2 separate regions of the Mus musculus genome follow, and region 2 is linked to region 1. Evidence: chromatin contacts called from public HiChIP or PLAC-seq data. All regions are on one chromosome and are shown on one strand. Each heading gives the region's core, a stretch centred on a gene start, on an enhancer-like site or on the middle of the called end of the contact. The rest is flanking DNA. Distances are from core to core; before and after follow the strand shown.

Region 1 (6,737 bases), core at 1,355-3,854:
CTGAAATCCCTGACTTAAGGGCAACTTCAACAGCTAGAATACTCAACTCCTGCATGCTTCACACACTCATACACACACCTGCACCTACACACTGCAAACACAAATACATCACAAACATAAACATGCAAAAAAAAAAAAAAAAGAGCAGAGATTTGAGATAAACCATTTTGGCTTTATAGCATCGTCTGTTATTTCTCAATCATGTGTTAAAACTAGTATGTGAAAGTCTGTGAGAACCAGCTTTACAGAGTCTCACTCTATCTTTGGGGTTAGTTACAAATTACACAGAGGGTATTTACTTAACATTGGGGAAACCTGGCAAACAATTTATTACCTAAGTAACCTAAGTTAAGATCTTTACTAGTGGGACATACAGTGTTGTGTGCCACCTCATACAATGCACTGAGAGCCCAAATCACTTCTGAGATTCCTGACAACAATATAGGATACACAGGATGCAGTCATGAGGGAAATGTCAGGCAGACATAAATTGGGTGACAGTCTACAAAACACAAGGCCTACACAAGGCCTGTGCCCCATAAAAATGCCAATGTCAAATTGAAAGGCTGAGGAACTTTTCTAATAAAGACTAAATCAGCATGAAAACCAGAGGAACTGGGCTACCTCGGGTATGTGTTCGTGCTGTCAATCAGTGATTTGTCTGTTTTTGTTGTACTATAATGGGTGTACACTGAGAGATGAAACATGTGTCAACTGTTAACGCACTGTGAAATTCGAGGAAGGGTTCTGGGAAATGGTGAGGTTGGGGTTTTTTGGTGTTTTTTTTTTTTTTTTTTTTGGCCACTTTTCTGTAAACTTGTAATTACTTTAAATTTTAAGAAGATAGAATATGTGTGTGTGGGTCTATTTGAGTATATTCACACCATTTGTTTCGTGCTTGCAGTTCAAATCTTTTTTTGTTTGTTTGTTTGGTTGGTTTTTTTTTGTTGTTGTTGTTGTTTTTTTTCGAGACAGGGTTTCTCTGTGTATCCCTGGCTGTCCTGGAACTCACTCTGTAGACCAGGCTGGCCTCAAACTCAGAAATCCGCCTGCCTCTGCCTCCCGAGTACTGGGATTAAAGGCATGTGCCACCACGCCCGGCTGCATTCAAATCTTAAAAAAAATATTAATGACTTTAGAGACAGTACTCTACTACCCTTGACTTCTAATTTTAAAAATAGGCCAAGGTCACAATTCTTGGCAAATCACAACAAAGGTTTGGCAATGCTGCCTATGTATAAATACTGGGTACTTGGACTTTCCCCCGACTAGTTCTACAAAATCACCAAATTCTAAATTCTCCTTACCACAATTAGGCCGAGCATAAAACCTATGCACAAAATTGCTTCGCAAGTTCTGTATAGATCTTCAAGTCAGGTACTGCTGCTTGGAAACCGCCCCTCCCCCCCAAAAGCCATGGCCTTCACTTGCTTACTGATTCTTTTATTATAGAAAGGAGGTTAAAAAAATCTCGTGGGAGAAAGATGGGCTAGGATCCTGAACGATGTGTTTTAACTTTTTTTTTAACAAGGAGTGGCAACATTCAAAGTGGGGGGGGGGGAGTCTTCAAACTTCCAAGAAGCCCATAAGTTGTATCCCAGACAGAAAAAAATCTCAGTGGTGATTGGGGTAAAAGGCACTAAAATAAAAAGTACGTATAAAAGTTACAAAACGTCTGCATAACTTGCAGGCCAAGGCTGCTGATATTGCTTCTCTAGCAATCTTAATGTAAATTAGAAAAATCTACAAGCTCCTTAAATTATTGCCTTGGAACTGGTCAGCCTTCAACTGCTATTCCCTTACAGCACCCCGACAAGAAAGAAAAAAAAAGTTTTGTTTTGTTTTTTCAAGTCCTCGAAAAACAGACAAATGGTAAACTTTGTCACCACGGAAAAAGTCCCCACTACCAAGTTTCCAAGGCTACTGAGGCAACATCAGTCTGCGACTTCTCAGGACTGGATCCCAGGCGGGTACGTCCCAGCCCCTCCTCCACTCAGCCCGGTCTCACCAGCCCAGCCGCAGAGCACTCCGCCCCTGCCCTTGGCAGTGGGCGTCCAGGGCAGCCACAGGAGGCCTAGGTTTCGAACTCTTCCCCAAGAGGTTCCGCGGCGGCATCTGGCCCCTTTGGGGGGACGCAGCTCCCCTCCAGGCGAGAGAACCTAGTAGCCCCAGAGTGCCCCGCGAGAGTCAGGGCCGTGGGAACCCGGGTTGGGGCAGCGTGACCCGGAAGAGGTCAAGGGCGAAGGCTCCAGAACTTTGACCCGCGTCCCGGGCACTGCACCGACTGTCTACGCGGACGGTGGGAGTCGAGGGAGCCCGTGACCTTCGCCTGACAGGGTCAGCAGGCTGCGGCTCGGACGTCACCTGCTCGGCCCTCCCTGTCCGGACTCACCGCCCGCCGGAGCTGCCCAGGCGCCGCTGCTCGAAACATTGTCTCTGTTCTAGTCAGCCCCGCAGTACCCTCAGCCTCAGAGACCCGGAGCGCGCGGGAACCACCGCCGCCGCCACCGCCGCCGCCTCCTCTACCAGAGACCCGAACGCTCGCGAGATGCGAGCACGAGAGCTGACAGCTTAGTCCTGGACTGCGGGGGCTCGCGCTTCCCGGGAGCCCATTGGGCAGCCACGCAGCCAATGAGGAAAGCGGAAAGTTAGAGGCGGGACTTGGGAGTAGGGCAAAGGTAAGGGTGTGCGCCGAGACGCTGGCATGCGCGCCACGCCCTCCAGTTGCTTGGCTCTGTTCCCTGACGGTCTCGGACTTTCGTTGGTAACGTTGTCTGGACTAACTGCCCTGTTGTACGCAGCTTTCTTTCCACCCGCGAAGGGAACCCCCTCACTCCAGTCCTTTTCCACTCTCATTTACGCCCAGTGTCAGCGCTGCACGTGTAATGTGCCAACCAAATAGTCGCAGGTGAGGAGAATTGTAAACGTGCATTAATTAGGTGTCAGTCCTGGGGACCTTAGGAGACTCAAAACAAAACAAAACAAAAAGTTATTAATAAATAATATAAATAATTTATTTGCTACTTCCTGGGAAGGGTCTATTGAGTTGGCGATATTTGAGCTGGATTCTAGAAGGAAATGGAGATCGTACAAACTACACAGAAGGAGGCAGAATGGGATGGAGATGAACCACCCCAGCAGCCTAGGGCCAGGTTTGAGGTCCACCCAGATCTTCTCCATACTCTTCTCTGCCCTTAGTCAGACTCACTTCTATCCTCTGGCATCAGTGCCTGTGGCTGTTAAAATCTCTCTTGCTCTTTGGACCGACCAATCTACCTGCCTTCTGGGCTGCTCAGGATGTCCCAGAACTCAAGCCCTCTCAGGAGTGAATTGCACCTTTAAGAGCTAGCCCACAATAGTATTTCTTCACAATAATCTCTAGTCCCCTACAGTGAATATTTCTCTTCTTTACTCTCTTAGTTTTGTGAACCGAGTGAGAACCCATCTTATACAAGACCACGCTTGTGGAGGACTGGGACTGTGCCCACCTAAGCTGTTCGTGGGAGGGACAACTAGTATTCTGTTTACCATCACTTTCTTCTTCCAATAGAACTACCCCACTAGACTCAAATCTAAGTCCTATTGAAAAAAGAAAGAAGAGTAAGTAAAAATCAAAAGGAGTATTTTTATTTAAAAAATTTTTTAAATGAGATATGAACTACCTCCTTCCTGCCTCCATGATAAGGCAAAACACCAAAGAGGAGAGAATCCTCCCTCCTGCCATGAGATGTCTCGGGCACATCCTAGGCTCCAGCGAAGCAGCAGCAGCCATGCCCTGTAGAGGCACAGTGCCCACAGGGCATGATGGTTATGGGCAGAGCAGAGCCGGTACAAAGTAAAACACAGAAAATGGCCCAGATCTGTAACAAATCACCATACTCATTTGGAAGACAGAAGAGTGTCCTTGAAGAACTTCTGGAGGGAGGGTACAATTAGATATGTTTCTACATTTACATGTATGTCAAGTACCAGACAAATGTGCGTCTGAAGGACTGATGTTATGAAAGTGTTCCCTCTAGGTGTTTGGATGCTCTTCTTTCCCACTGAGTTATAGACATTTTGGAGGCAGAAGATGGTTTCTATTAGCTAGCCTATATATGGCTGCTTGCTATTTGTAGAAATAATTGTACAAAGAACAAAAGAAGGGGGAGAATTGCCTTCAGCTAGTCCTTGAAGTCTGACTCACTTAGGCACAGCTCCTCCAGGACTCCTGGTGGGACGGACAGTCTGCAGCTCTGGCTGCTCTTTGTCTCTTCTCTATGCTAGGATCCCCACTGAACTTGAGCTCAGCCGGTGCCTTGAGGACTGAGGACACGAGTCTCTGGCCACCAGGCCTTTCTCAAGCCAGGGTTGCCGAGCTGCATCCAGTGCCTCTTAGATCACTATTGGTCAAGATGGTAGCTTTCCTTCCTGCACACAAGTGCCCAGAGCTCCTAGATGATCGCTGTAGCTCAATAGGAGTAATCAGGTCCAAAAGACAGTCAGGACAAATGGCTAACGTGGTACCCGTTAGCATGCCAAAGTGTCTGCTGGCCTGCAGACTCACTCGGTAACTGTGGCCCCTCTCAGCCCTTCTCATCCGACTCTGTCCCCTAAACTTCTTCAGCTCATGGGCTTCTCTTCCTCCCACTTCTCATTCCTATATGGCACTGCCATTTAGCACCAGGTGTATCAAGTAAGATGACTGCTCAGATGTACGATTGAGAAGGTTTTTATTGTAGATTGAAGGAGAGTCCTGAGCAGGGAGAGAAAGTAGACTAAACATGACCAGTAGACTGAACCAGGCCATGGGAGTGGTGGCGGGTGAGAGGAAGAGAAGACAAAAGAAGAGAAGAGAAGAGAAGAGAAGAGAAGAGAACAGAACAGAACAGAACAGAACAGAACAGAACAGAACAGAAGAGAGAAGAGAGAGCACAAAGATGGGAGAGAGAAAGAGAGAGAGAACAAATATGAGAGAGGACCAAGAGAGAGGGAACCAAACAGAACCAAAAGAGTGCCAGGAGGGTAGCAGACTGAGCTTCTTTTGGACCTGACAGTACTCTTCTTACCCCCTCCCCCAGACAGGGTTTCTCTATGTAGTCATGATTGTCCTGGAATTGGCTCTGTAGACCAGTTCTGGTCCTGAACTCAGAGATCTAAGCTCAACAGGACTCTTGCTGAGTCATCTGGTAGAAGATTTCTTTTTCAGAGACAAAGGTATCTGGTCCTGTAGAGCCCCAGGTCACAATACCATAGAAACATATTTGATTTGTGACACTTTGAAAGATGTACATCAGTCCTTATAAAGTCCTGCCTATGAGGTCTGCTGTAAGCTGGCTGAGTGAGCTAGCCCAGGCAAAGGCTGGCTGAGTGAGCTAGCCCAGGCATTGTTGTCTTGATTACTTGGTTCCTCTTCCAAGCTGAATTCTTCCATATACTCATCTTCATGCCTCTATCCTAAGCCTTCTTGTCCCTGGCTTTCCAGACCTCTAGCCTCTGCTTCTCTATCCACATAAAATGGATGACCAACATACCTTTCTGAAGTTCTAGCTCTTAAACCGTCTGTCTTCCTTCACCATTGTCTTTCAAAACTGTCCCTAAGTAAGGCTGTAGTGCATCTGCCCTCCATTTTCAGCCTGGATTTACATATTGAAAGACTCCTCATAAGCTATATGAATGGTTTTTCCTCTTGTTAGCAGATTGTAAAGAGGTCTTCCTATAACCAAGTTATAGGAAGTATAGCAAGTTATAACCTGGGGCAGGCATAACAGTGGTAATGGGAGCTAGCCTACCAACTTTACAAGTTACTGTGCCCTCTGGTTCTACTTGCACTCATTCCTAAATATACCAGTTCCTACCCTAGAATAGATTGCTTCTACCTACCTGATACTACGATTTGATGGTCTGTATGGAGTCTATTTCATGATGGCTAACTCCAACATTTGGTCACTTGATACCCTATGATCAAGTCCAGTATCAAATCATAAGTCTTGCTGTCATTATTTGATGATGGTTTTGTTTTATGTTTTCAAGCCATATAACTTTCCACTTCAGATGTCATGGTTTGGCATATGCCATAGGAGCGTGTGTTGAGACACTCCAGCAGAATTTGTCATAAGGTCTCTACTATATCTTTTTATAATCAGGATGGAAATACACATGGCCAAGAAACAGGGATGTCTGTACTGCAAACTAGATCCTTTACACTGAGCTCCACTCACAGAAGTCTTTTGTGTCACCTGGTATGTGAGCTGAGGCAGTATTTTTAGGTATAGAATAGACTATTCAGAGCCAAAGAAGGCATAGGGTTATCAGGCATAGGATTTCTTCTTCATAATGGGAAGTACAAGATGTACTCTTCTGTCTTTTCATTTGGATGGGACAGCCTAGCATGCTACTGTCTCTGGATTCCTAAATATCTTACGATGCAGCAAGCCCCTGAGTCTTTAAAAGGATAAACACACACACACACAAACATGCACACACTCTGAAGTGTATGTGTTAGATGAATGTCTCTGATATGCTATCCACTTTTTGTCCATCTGGCTGAATTAGAATGACATCATGAATATGGTAGTTCAATGTTCTGCTGTGTGTCCAGATGGTCTCACTCTCTTCAGGATGTTATGACAGATGCTAAAAGCTAGCATAGTCCAGGAGCAAAGCTGTAAATATATAGCATTGCTTATTATATTTGGATGGATAGTTTTGAATCTACTTTTCTCATAGGGGTAGAACTCACTTCCAAATCAATGATT
Region 2 (6,737 bases), core at 1,350-3,849, 390 kb after region 1:
ATCCTACTTCTGAAAGATGCAATCCTAAATATAATATTCCGTAGGAATTAAAATACCAAATGTTGAAATCCTAAAACCTAAACCCTTGAAAAATTATAACTCTCATTTTCAAAAGATTATGCAAATAAGGGGGTGGGGAATAAGTAGAACTCTGAGGAAGAGACAGCTCATGTGACATATTAACAACAGCAACAAAAACAAACAGTTTAAAATGCATAGTCGTCTGTGTACAGCACTCCTTGCAACTGATGATATTCTAGGAGCACTTAATTAGTTAAGCTACACTTGCCCAAAGAAAAAGGGGCTTTCTCACTGGTTCAAAAATAACACATGTGCACAGAGGCAAAAACCAATGTCCTGTTGGTACTATTCCATGACCAGTGTTGTTTCTGCATGAGAATGTACTTAAAAGTATCCAAAACAACACTGAACCATGCCATAGAAGACGAGTAAATTTAGTAGAAATTGCTTTTGTCAGTATATATCTCAGGAGAATCTCAAAAAGAATAACAGTGTGCAGAAAAAAATGCAAACATTCTGTCTGAGGAGAGTCATGTCCCTTACCCCAAATGAAGCTCTTCATAATAGAGGACTTCAAAATATGGTTAGTGATCTTGGAAAACAGCCAGTTCTTATGAACTACCTGTAGATAAATCACCAATTATCTATCTCTGTTAAACCTTTTCATATATCAAAACTTGATTTTTCTGCTTTTTTTCTTTTTTCTTTTCATTTTTTAAGAATTTTGTCTACTAGTGAAAACTCAGAATTATTAGAAATAACTTACTATGTTGTATAGATTACCAGGGCAGGAAGTATATGCTTCTGACCTGTCCTCTAACTTTTGCTGTGAGCCTAAAAGTGTTAGACTCTAAACTAGAGGGTCTCAACCTTCTTAATGCTCCGACCCTTTCATACAGATCTTCATGTTGTGGTGACCCCTAACAATAAAATTACTTCATTGCTACATAATAACTGTAATTTTGTTACTTTATGAGTTATAATGTAAATATCTGAGATGCAGGATATTTGATATAAGAGCCCCAAAGGGATAATGACTCACAAGTTGAGAACCATTGTTCTGAATCTTATCACTATATCAATAACAAGCCTCATCAAAGAAGCCTTTCTTTACAGCAAAGGAAGACAATCTCAAAAAAAACAAAAACAAAACCAAAAACCATACGTGGACCAGTGCAGAGGTCACTAGATCACTGAGAGGACAGCCTCAAGAGATACATCTATATCATAGCTACTGCATCTACGGCTGAAGGAAAATGGCAGAAAGACTGTAGGAGCCAGAATGCTAGGAATTATGCTGTCAAACAGTCTCTCCTAGAAACTGATGTATTAACTAGAACAACAGCAGTAACAATGGGCATGTTACCATAGTAGTAGTTCCAGCACCCCTAGACAAGGAGCTATAGGCAACAAAAGACTGTTGGAGAAGGAGAGTTATCCTCTCCCCCAGGGATGAGTCACTTTACTGTTTGTCTAATGCAGAGTGGTCAGCCCTAAAACCACACACACACACACACACACACACGTAACTATATACACACTCACATACACACACATGTAACTATATATACACTCACACACATACACACACACAAGTAACAATAATAAAGAAAAGGAAGCTATCAACTCAAGACAGGGCGTCACAGAAGGGGCTGGAGGGAGGAAAGTGAGGAAGAAAGTGATGTAATTGTATTTCAATTAAAAAACGTTTTAAATAGGAGAGAACCGATCCAAAAAAAAAAAAAAAAAGAAAAAGAAACTCCTGACTCAAAAAATAGTTAACTTTTTTAATTACTTAGTACTTAAAATTTTACCATCATTTCTTATGTGCTTGGTACAAAGGCAAATGAGACAGGAGGCAAGATGATGTAACCACAGAAATTGCAGCTTTAGTTTAGCAGTGTCTCCTGGTTGGGCAAGAAGACAGAAGTGAGGAAAGCAAAACAAAAACAAAACAAAACAAAAACAAAAACAACAAAAAAGCCTTACTACTGTATCTCCTACTGATCAAAATCTCCCTTTGTACTTCCAAAAACAAATACTAAATTCACTGAATAGGATGAAAACATTTTAAAGCCAACTTAGCATGGATGAATATACCATCTATGTTCTCTGACCACATTACCATTATTACACTCTAGGTTTCCTCTTTTATGTTTGTATGTATGTCCACATGCATGTGTGGGTATACAAATACATGTATACATATAAATACAAATTAAGTACCTTGCTAACCTAGAAAAACACCCCCCCCCCCAAAAAAAAAAAAAAAAAAAAAAAAAGCTAACCTAGAAGCTCACTGTTTCAGCTAGGATAACTAACCAGTAACCTTTCAGGGGATGCCTCTCTTTGCCTATCAATACCGGGGTTACAACTATGCCTAGCCATGCCCAGGTGCTTGGGATTCAAATTTAGTTCCTCCTGCTTGAAAAGAAAGCTCTCTGTGGTGATTTGAATGAGAATACTTCGGCGGCGGGGGGGGGGGGGGGGGGGGGGGCAACATATTTGAATGTTTCTTTCCCAATTGGTGGACTGTTTGGGAAGGACTAGGAGGTATGGCTTTGGAGGAAGTGTAGGTGGGAGTGGGCTTTGCAGTTTCAAAAGTCCATAATAGGCCCAGTCTGTCTGTCTCTCTCTGTCTCTACCCTCTCCCCCCACTCCCATCACTCCCTCCCTCCCTCTCTCTGTCTCCTCTTTGTGGAGATCTCATGAAAGTTCTATGTTACTGCTCTAGCACCATGCCTGCCTATCTGCTGCCATGACAATCATGGATAGACTTAATATATAAACAAGTTCCCAATTAGTGATTTATTTTATAGGTTGCCTTAGTCATGGTGTATCTTCACAGCAATAGAACAGTAACTAAGACATGCTCTTACCCACTAAGCCATCTCCCCAGCTCACTTCATCTTATGTTTTGATGCAGGATCTCTCACTGGGGCTAGAGCTCACTGACTGGCTACATGGGCTGGCCAGCAGGAACCAGGGGCCCTCTTGCCTCTGCTGCCCAGCACTGGGATTACAAATGCATGCTGCTAAGTCTCACTTTCTATATGGATGCTGGCAATGGTAACTTAGGTCCCTGGGTTTGCACACTTACTCTCTCAGCCATCTCCCCAGGCCCTAGTTTTCTTCTTTAGGTAACCCACACTTACACTACTTTGACAATATATTCTATACATCTCACAAAACTAATCTTTTGCAATAAGTTCATTATGCATCTAAATCTCAAATTTTACTTTGTATAAGAAATGAATGTAAAGCATAGGTCACTAACTATACTCCATTCCCCTGTAAAGAAGCTAATAAAGTATAACTAAATATGTAAATATCATTTCACCAGCCAAAGCTGTCATTTAAATAATAAGGCAAAGAAATATAAATTATATCCATTTTACTATCCTACAACATTCTCCCTATAAGAAATGTCAGTCACAAAGCTCTAGAGATGGCTCACCAGGTAAGAGTAATTACTGTTCTTCGGAGGACTAGAATTCAGCTACCAACACCCACATGGCTGCTCACAACCATTTGTAACTCCAGTTCCAAGAAACCCAAGGCCTCTTCTGCCTTTATCAGCACCAGACATGCATATGTTGCACAATGTACATGCAGACAGACATACAGGAACATAAAAACGTTTTTAAAAATCTTTTTAAAATCACCAGTCTCTGTTTACTGTAAAGACTTTTCAATAGGCTCGGGCAGTATTTAAAAATGCAAGATTTTTTTTCCATATCTAAGTTTAAATTAACTTTGTAGAATCCATAGCAAATATCTTAAAAGTGTGTATAGAGATACATTTCATAAAACAGACCCAGTATTAATAAATTTGTCAAGTTATTTACAAATGAAATAAAGTGCCACCCTGAATAGCCATAAAAGGTATATTCTTCTTTACAAGACTTCTGAACAGAGAAGTATTGTTTATTTCCTTTCAAAGATAGGAAGTACTTGGTGCCAAATTACTGGTAATGAAAAGTCTTCTACAATCAGGAAAGAGACAAATTAAAAGAGTTAGTTGGCTTCCTTCTTTCAATTCTACTAATATAACTCAAATTGTCTAATTAAATTCATTCTACTTAAAACTACCTACATTAGGGAACAGAAAGATTTAATTTTGCATGATTTATTTTGGAAATTTTCAACTGATTTCCCTTTTGCTTGAAAAAACAAAAAAAAGTCCATGACAAGACCATAGCAGCAATATTTCTGATACTAGTTGGCAGAGAGAAAAGTACATTTGATGGTTAGACAGCATATTTTAAGGAATGTTTAGCTCAATGTTATCAAAAATGATCAGAATGGTAGCATGCAGCTGTAACCTGAGTCATGTTTGCAAATGAGTGAATACAAACAGACTAGAGGAGCTGCCAGAGCGGCCTCGAAGTCACTGATGCACATCTTTCTCCCTGAAGCTATGAAGGCCATTTTGTCAAGCAAGATGAAACAGAACAAAAGTGGCTCTGAAAGCAATGTTACAGGCATTCAGATAACTACATACAGAAATACAGCTAAAATTACCAATTAGTTTACCAATTGGCTGCAACGGATTCGATTGGTTCATAATTAATCTGAGTTACTGGCACAGAAAGCAGGACGGTTGACGCCATCCTTTGTCCTCCAGACACACAATACTGGTGCACAGGCCCCTGGGTCCAGAACATCAATATAGCCCTCCACCTGAGCTATAGGAATGAGCACAGCGGGTGTCAGTGCTGATGAAGAGGTAGAAACATTCATCACAAGAAATCCGTGCCAAAAGAGAACTTTCTAGAGAGGTGCTTCAGCAAGATAAGCATGAAGAATTTTTAGTTTATTTTTGGTTTTGTTTGTTTTTCAAGAAAGGGTTTCTCTGTCTGCTCTGGAATTCAATTTGTAGACCAGGCTGCCCTCCAAGTCTAAAAGATCCATCTGCCACTGCCTCCCCAGTACTGGGATTAAAGGTGTGTGCCAACCATCACCCGGCTGATGAGCATGAGGTTTAAGCTGCACTGCTTTGTAATACCTCCTTAGTTTCAGAAAGGCTAATACTAAAACTATAGTTCAAAAGGGAAATCAGCAAAAAGCAAAATGACAGGTAAATAATTTTAGTTTTCAAAACTATCTCATAACCATGCTCTTTCAAATATTTTTTCTTAATTTTCAATATAACAACCTAGAATGACATATAAACCTATTTATCAAACTCCTGAGGAGAAAAAAAAAACAAACAAGAAATAAAAACCTGCTAATGAAAGTAATTCTCCCATAATTTCATCACTACCAGCACTTCTGTGAACAAACTAAAGCTGCCGCTGTCTAGGTAAAAACACAGAAATATTTTATCGTAATTGCCAACCCTCTTAAACTTAGCAGCAAGTTGTCTTCCCAGATGTTTTTCTTACAGCATTCCCCACTGCTGCGGTGTTGCCAATTTAAAGTGTGCCCCTAATGTAGAATGAATGATCACCAGGGTGGCAGTAAGAAAGGTGCTCAAACTTTAAAAAATGAGTCTTAGTAGAAGGCCTTTACACCAAATAAGTCATGTCCTCAGAGGATGTGGATTCCAGTCTCTCTAGGTTCTAGTTCTGAGATGAGATTACACACACACACAAGCTGCTGCCATGATGAGAGACACAGACATGTGATACAAAAGGTTATACAACAGAACTGAACTGATTCCAAATCTTTAGAACTGTGAGTTAAATTGCCCTTTTTCTCTATAATTATTTCTCATCTATGGTATTTCATTATAGTAACAAAAACTGAATACACCTATTAAGAAAATGTAAACACCTAACACCCATGAAAATGAAATAAAGGTCAATCAACACACTCAAACTCAAATTCACCAATGTTTACCTATAATGATTGCTTAGGGCATTTATTTAGCCTGAAATAGTTTCCCAAATAACAAATATTTCACCTAAGTAAGTTTATACGAAAGATGAAACATCCTCAGACCTCATGTAGACTAACTGCTCACCTAAAAATTAAAGTTAAGTATGGTTATTGATCTTTATCCAAAGTCATACAAATAGGAAAGTCTATTTTCCTTTCAGGAAACAACAGATTTCACATACACAAAATTTCCTGTGAACAACAACCAGAAATGACCACTCTTACAAACATTATCAAATATAACAAATATTAATACATGTTGAAAACTCATAAATGCCATGTAAGTATTTTCTATTTAAAACTACTTAACTTATATTAATATGTCACATTTTCTAAGTTACTACAAGAAAAGTGTTTTTCAGAAAAACCTTTCCCTTCACTGCAGTACAGTGCATGAAAAAGCAGAAATTATTCTGTCAGATAAATACTGACTTTCCCCAAAAGGCAAATCTGAACTTGAGTGATGCAGGGAATGATGAGATTATTAGAATTACACTCGTATAGTATGGTATGGTATGTTATGGCATGGCATGGCATGGCATGGCATGGCATGGCATGGTATGGTATGGTATGGTATAGTATGGTATGGTATAATATAGTATGGTATGGTTGGTATGGTATGGTATGGTATGGTATAGTAGTTCTTGAGAAACAAGAACTGCTTTCTATTCAGAACAATTTGAAGTGACAAAAAAAATCTGAACCTTTCACCAAAAAGTGTAGCAAAAGATCATATCCATAGAAACAATATAAACATGGAAAACATGGCTATTGTTCTTTAGCAAACCCTGCACATAAATAAAAAAGAAAACCTGTAGTGTTTGAATCAATAT

What was found. HiChIP or PLAC-seq counts read pairs in DNA pulled down with a chosen protein or histone mark.
Region 2: an H3K27ac HiChIP or PLAC-seq map of embryonic stem cells shows a contact between it and region 1, with 5 times the contacts expected there. The contact joins the enhancer-like site here to the promoter of Etfa in region 1. A contact is called at or near these places in 2 of 39 promoter capture datasets (the C10 cell line and cranial neural crest), 8 of 115 datasets of contacts at active chromatin or transcription factors (the 230-238 cell line, embryonic stem cells, large pre-B cells and 2 more) and 1 of 9 other capture datasets (pancreatic islet).

Annotation. Positions count from the first base shown.
Region 1 is chr9:55,509,639-55,516,375 of GRCm38.p6, forward strand. It overlaps Etfa (electron transferring flavoprotein, alpha polypeptide), which reads right to left and starts at 2,605. Exons shown (of 12, transcript NM_145615.4): 1 at 2,393-2,605. The coding sequence starts at 2,431.
Region 2 is chr9:55,898,227-55,904,963 of GRCm38.p6, forward strand. The region is part of intron 6 of Scaper (S phase cyclin A-associated protein in the ER); the gene reads right to left. Among named protein-coding and RNA genes, the nearest start is that of Scaper, 37 kb to the right of the region's middle. Within about 2 kb of position 2,600, at least 6 of the 459 cell types and tissues checked have an H3K27ac peak or open chromatin away from gene starts, as enhancers often do. A contact at or near this core is called in embryonic stem cells, where this site is marked.